Linked DNA regions of Mustela erminea: region 1 is linked to region 2. A link is a contact called in public Hi-C data. All regions are on one chromosome and are shown on one strand. The core of a region is the stretch at or near the end of the contact, and the rest is flanking DNA. Distances in the headings are between cores, read along the strand shown. Region 1 holds the start of GPR108 (protein GPR108). Region 2 has its middle 6.1 kb from the start of TNFSF9.

Region 1 (3,065 bases), core at 267-2,766, 140 kb before region 2:
CGTCCTTGGGGCACCGGGCCCAGGTCTTTCCTCGGCCCTCATCCAGTTCGCGCTTCCACCTGCCCATTTTCCAGTCGCATCCATTTAGATCCAATCAGGTTTCACTGTACAGACCCTAGTTCCGACTCCACCTCTCCCTCCAGACACTCAGGCCCTGGGGCTCGGAAGTCTGTCACCTCGCTCATAAAAGTCTGTTCACACCTCATTAATCTCTTTAAGGCACTGAGATGAAAGGGGAGAGAGCCCTGCAGCGCCCACCTCATCCTCTCTGCTCCTGCCTTTGCTACTTGTGTCTACCGAGGTAACAGACGCCCCCAGGCACAAGTGAGACTCTAAGCCTCCTGGCTCCCAGTACCCATACCAGTACACACACCAGGGAGCCCAGGAGGCTAGCCCCAGGAGCCCACAGTGAGACACCTACACTGGGACAGATGGCTCTGTTGGGACCTGGCCCCACCTGCTGGTGGCTTCTGGGCTAGAAAACCTCAAGTTGCTGTGCTCCAGGATTTGGGGGACCAGGCGTGTCAGGGGCTCAGCATGGGTTCTGATCTCAGTGGCTTAGCCTGGTATTAGAGTCTCAAACTCAAACTGGAATTGGGATTCGTTCCAGGTCGACACCGCATTTGGGATGGGATCTCAGACTGGGGTCAGTTTAGCGGAGGGGTCAGCAACCCACTGGGATTCAAACTAGGGTCCAGAGGTCAGGCCTAGTCTGGGATCACGGCGTAGTCCAGGTTGGGGGCTCAACCAGAGACTAAGGCCCAGGCTCGGTGTAGGTCGAAGGTCAGAAGGGAGTGGGGAAGTCTGGTTTTCAGGCCGACGTCGGGGCTCAGCGGCAGGTAAGGACTCAGCCTGGGGTAGGTGTTCAGCCAATCAACGAGTCCGGCGTGGGATCTATGGATGGGCTACTCCTTTGCCTCACTCTAGGATAGAGGCTCCGCCTAACGCTGGAATTCAGCCCGAGGTCATAGGTCATCCTGGGGTCAAGATTTAGCCTGGGGCTAGGTTTCGGCCTTTCGTGGATCAGGAAGATTAGAACCGGACAGGCCTCAGCAGACGTGCGTGTTTACCAAAAGCCTGGGCTCTGGCTGGGAGCCACATCCCCAGAGTGAAAAGAGGAAGTCCGTCCTTGGGGATATTGGGAAATGTAGTTTATTGAATGCCCAGTAGCCCTCTCTGGTCTCACTGCATTCTGGGTAATGTAGTCCTGGACCGATCTTCAGTTGGGCGTGGGTGAAGGATCTGTGGGTGAAGGAATTCCGCTTCAAGGGCGGGATATCAGATCCATTAGAATTGGTTAGTTGGACTGTTTGTCAAATTACATTAGCACAACCTTTCTAGTGATTGGTGATAGCGGAGGCGGGATTAAGCGGTATCCGCAGCCTATTCGGAGCTGGTGACGTCCATTTGGTGTCGTACGGGGGGTGGTGCAGACTTTCGAGGAAACGGTCGCTGACTGGCTGGGAGGGCCTGACATGTTAGAGGGTCGGCCCCCATCGTGCGGCGATTGGCTCACCTTTCGGAGGGTGGGTGCGTCAGAGGCGGTGTCAGGGGAGGTGGTGGCTCCAGAGATGGCAGTGAGCGAGAGGAGGGGTCTCGCCCGCCGGAGCCCCGCGGAGTGGGGGCAGCCGCTACTGCTGCTCTTGCTCTTGGGCGGCTGCTCTGGGCGCATCCACCGGCTGGCGCTGACGGTGAGTCCCGCCGCGCGGCGGACTGGGGCGGGGGGCGCAGTTTTGCTCCTAAGAAGCCCCTGGTTTGGAGTGGTCTCGTCCTACCTCCCCCTCTGCTTACGCGCGATGGAGCGGCCCGCCGCCCCCCGCTTCCCGGCCCCGAGTGGTCTCGTCCGAGGAGTCCCCCTTAGTCCTCGCGTGGAGTTGCCTGGCCGACCACGCTCGGGTTGTGCCCGGCCCACTGAGGGTGGGACTTCACCTCCTGGGACAACCCCTCGCCCCCGTTAGTCTCCTAAATTCTTGGGATCGCTCTGGGGGCGCTGGGATTTCTACAATGGGTTCCTCCGGGCACTCACTGGGTTCTTGGAATCTACGAACTGTCGGGGCTCCTAACCCCAAGATGAATAACCTTGCTCTCGTGGCGGGGTGGGGGGGTGGGGGTGCTCCCCTCCCCCCCTCCCGTGCGGAGACCTCCAGGTGCCCCCGGCTTTCTCTTCCTGGACTCGGAACAGCGGCTGGAGGAGCTGGGGCTACCCCGTTCCTCTCTCGCGCCAGAGCCGTGGGGCTGGGTTGGTGGGAAGGAGTCTGAGCTGCCTGTGCCTCCTTGGTGTCCGGCAGGGGGAGAAGCGAGCAGACATCCCGCTGAACAGCTTCGGCTTCTACGCCAATGGCTCCCTGGAGGTGGACCTGAGCCTCTTGCGGCTGGGCCTCCAGGAGACAGAAGAGAAGGACCCGCTGGTGAGGGGCTTTGAGGAGTTTGCTGGAGGAGGGCGAGGGGCGCACGTTTCCCACCCGCACCTGCAGCCCCCAGTTCGTAGCTCCGCCTCTCACCCATGGGCTCTTGGACAAGGGCTCTGGTCTCTCGGAACCTCCGTTCCCTCATCTGTAACGTGGGAATAATAAAACCGCGGGCAGTGTGTGCTGCGGTTGGTGGAGGAGGGCACACCAAAGCCCAAGACAGCCCCAGCTCCTGCAGTCAGAATGAGTAGTAGCATTTCTTTAATGCCACTGAGTACCAGGTACCGGGCGGAGCAGTTTCCATGGGTCTGTTCTCTCGCAGCCGCCTCTCAGGGATGCTGTGAAAACGTTAAGCCTAGAGGTATGTGGCTTGCTCAAAGTGACAGTGCCCGGATGCAAGCAAGTCCACGTGTGCTTGATTCCACAGCTCCAGGCAGGAAAGCCATCCACATTTTTATCTGTTTATTTGTTTATTCCATCAACATTTTAACTGCGTGAAAACAGGGTAGGCAGGGGCCAGCAGATCAGCGAGAGATGCCCGAGACTCCCCGCCGCCCCCCCCCCCCCCCACTGCAACCCCGACTCCCAGGGAAGTGACACTGAAGCTGAGTGGCACCAGTTAGGAATTAAAAGAAGAGTATGAGGGCCCAGGGTCAG
Region 2 (3,286 bases), core at 547-3,046:
CCCCTCTCTTTCTCTCTCTCTCTGCCTGCCTCTCTGCCGACTTGTGATCTCTCTCTCTCTGTCAAATAAATAAATAAAATCTTTTTAAAAATAACAAATAAAAATAAATAAATAAATGGCCAGAACAAGTCTGGTAATCAAGCCATGGAGAGGGTTGAGTCATCTCCTTGGGGCTCGATAAAGATCTCTAACTAAGGGTTAAGTACGCTGCAGGATGCTATGTACCAAGAATGCTGTTTTGTGTTAGAGTGGAGATGTAATTGCCACAGCAGATTTCTAGAAGGTATAGAAAAAAAAAAAAAAAAAAACACAGACACACACAGGATTTGGGGGTGAGCAATGTGGCTCTTTCACTGTATGTACTTTTGCCCGCTTGCATTTTCCATGTGCTACTGTTTTGCTTTGTTTTGGTTTTTTGATGTTAAGTACGGAATTGTGGTCAGGTGTGCACACACGTAGAAAGAAACCAGTAGCCTGAGCTGAAGAAGGGAAAATTTAGCACTAGTGACATCAAAGGCAGGAAATGGTGTTTCCCTGCTGAGAGCAGTAGAAGAGCACAGGGATGGGGAAGACCCCGGCAGACCAGGGCCAGCCCCTACGACCCCTCAGAAGAGACTGGCATGAGAAGCCAGATGACTGTGCTGGGAAGGGAGACCTCCCACCCCAGGAAGGAAGTCCCAGCAAAGCCACAACCTGGAGGGACTCTCCAGCTCACCCAGGAAGGCAGTCACAAGGCAGACACATAGGGGTACCATAGGTGCCCCCATTCCTGTCATACACTATCATACAAACCAAGACACAAATCAAGACACACTCAGACACACCGTATAGACACTCACACACTCTCTCTCACGCACACACACACACTCACACACACACTGAGACACATACCTGAACACATAATCATACATACACCAGGGCAGCCACTAAAGCTAGCCCCAGGCACACACAAGGACACGCCCGTGGCCGTGGGCACACCTATCCACTCACCCAAAACAGCCTCCAAGAGACTCAAACTCTTCGGGATACGCAATCAGAGACTCACAATATCAGACACCCAGAGGCCACCCAAGGCATGCAAGTCACACAGTGACACAAGCTGACCCAGAGAGACAGGCAAGACACTCGAAACAAAGGCACAAAGTACAAGGGAACACAACCAAAGGAACCCAGGCCCCATCCTTCAAACCGTCCAAGATCCACCACCCCCTAGTGGACCAGGCTCCACTTTCTCGAGGAACCTCTAGGTCTCTTGTCTTGGCAGCGGCACCCAGTGTAAGCCGCGGGCGACCCCTGCTGGACTAGGCGCCTCAAACCCGGGCTGCAAGGCCCGGGGACCGTGGGGGAAATCGTGGGGGCGTCTAGACTAAAAGACTAAAAGCTTCTAGGTCTTTGGCATCACATGCAAAGGACGGTGAGGAAAGAGCGTGGCGACCCGGGAGCAGGGAGGCGGGCGGCCGGAGCCTTACCAGGCCGACCTTCAACACGCGAACAGAGTCGGGAAGCCGGAGTGGGACGGAAGACCCTCGCCCGCCCCCTCCACGCAGCCTGCTCCGCGCCCCCGCGGGGTGCTGCTCGCGGTCCTGAGGAAGACCGAGGGAGCCGGAGGCGGACTCCCATTGGCCAAAGTGACGCGGTGAGGGCGCCCGCCCGGACCGGGCGACCCGTCGGCGCACAGGAAGGGGTGCCGGTCCGCCCCGGACGGCTCTCAGCCAGAAAGTGACCACCACGCAATCACCCAAGTTCTGGAATGCCCGGGGCGGAGACTGCCGGCGCAGGAGGAAAACCGACCAACTCCAATGTAACTTTGACCCTAAGAAGGGTGAGCCCGCCCCTTCCAGGTCCGACCCTTCTCACAAGCCCTGCCCATTCCCCAGCCCGCCCACTCGTTTCCCCAGCCCCGCCCACTCATTCCCCAGCCCCGCCCACCCCCACCTCATTGCCCCCCCAGGCTCCGCCCACTCCCCCCGTCACCCTTCCAGGCTCTGCCCCCTCCCCAAGTCCCGCCCATTTCCCCAGCCATCCCCTTCCAGGCCTCGCCCCCTCCCCAAGTCCCGCCTACTGCTCCGTTATCTCCCTAGGCTCCGCCCACCCGGCCCCCTTCCAGACCTTGCCCCTTCTCCCAGTCCCGCCTACTTCCCAGACATCCCCCTTTCGGGCCTTGCCCACTCACCAAGACCCGCCCACTACCCTGTCATCTCCCTAGGCTCCGCCTACTTCTCCAGTCATCAGCCTCCCAATCCCGCCCATTTCTCTGTAATCCTCTAGCTTGGGCCCCGTCCCCCCATCAGCCTTCCAATCCCGCCCACTTCGCCGTCATCCTCAGACCCCGCCCACTAGCCCGGCTCTGAGACTCCCAGGTCCTGCCCACCCTCAGTTCCGCCCACTTTCCTTTCTCTTTTAACTTCGGCGCGTTCCCCTCCCCCCTCAGCCTCCCAAGTAAGCCCTGCCCACTCTGCTGCCCCGCCTACTTTTCTACCTCTCGCTCCAGCACCACCTTCTTCCCAGGCTCCGCCCTTCTATTTCCTACCTAAAAATCCTCTTGCATTTCCCGGGTTCCACTTTCAGAACCCTGGGCCTCCTGCGCGGGCTAAGCCTTTACCATCCCCATCCCTAGTCTAACTGCCCTGCCCACAGTGGTCTTCACTGCCCAGGCGCCATCCAGCTCACGAACTCTAACCCCAGGCCGGGTGGGTGTGCCCACCCTGTCGTCCCCACAGTCGATAAATTCACCACATGCAATCCTGGCCTTGCCCCAGCCGGTGATCCGGGGGCCAGGGCCTGTGGCCTGGGGACCTGCTCAGGACACTCCTGCCCTACCTGGGCCGCACACCTGGACCGCCATGTTGTTGGTGGCTTTGGAATGTTGTGTCTGCTGCTGGGTGAGCCCCTCTCCACCAGCCTTAAGGGTCCCCAGTGCCAACAGCCAAAAATCTGTAGAGGGGGTTCTCTCTGCCTGTTTTTATGCAAGGGTCTCTAGATTGGGGGCTGGCTGCACGCATATATGTGTGTGTGTGTACACAATCACACACACATGCACACGCACACACGTGTCACGTGACTTCACGTCCCTGGGCTCATCTGTGTATTTCCGGGATATCTGGGTCAGTGTGAGTCTGTGTGAATCGGGAAGAAAGGGTCTCTCCACAAGTGTGACTTTGGGAGTTTTCCTGTCTTCCTGGGTCTGTGTTCCCAGAAGAGCATTTGGCTGTGCGTCTTTTTCCTTTTCGTCTGTCTTGCATTTGATTTTATTTTCTCCCTTCAACCATTTTTTTTTCAGTCTTTC

Evidence for each region. Hi-C and Micro-C count contacts between places; a contact is called where the count stands out from the background.
Region 1: a contact with region 2 is called in a Hi-C map of skeletal muscle, with 9 times the contacts expected there. The contact joins the promoter of GPR108 here to the enhancer-like site in region 2. A contact is called at or near these places in 2 of 3 Hi-C or Micro-C datasets (skeletal muscle and spleen).

What each region holds. Positions count from the first base shown.
Region 1 is chr1:4,731,598-4,734,662 of mMusErm1.Pri, reverse strand. GPR108 (protein GPR108) reads left to right here and starts at 1,516. Exons shown (of 18, transcript XM_032308340.1): 1 at 1,516-1,691; 2 at 2,289-2,408. The coding sequence starts at 1,572.
Region 2 is chr1:4,596,296-4,599,581 of mMusErm1.Pri, reverse strand. No RefSeq gene overlaps it. Among named protein-coding and RNA genes, the nearest start is that of TNFSF9, 6.1 kb to the left of the region's middle. Within about 2 kb of position 1,796, the one cell type or tissue checked has open chromatin away from gene starts, as enhancers often do.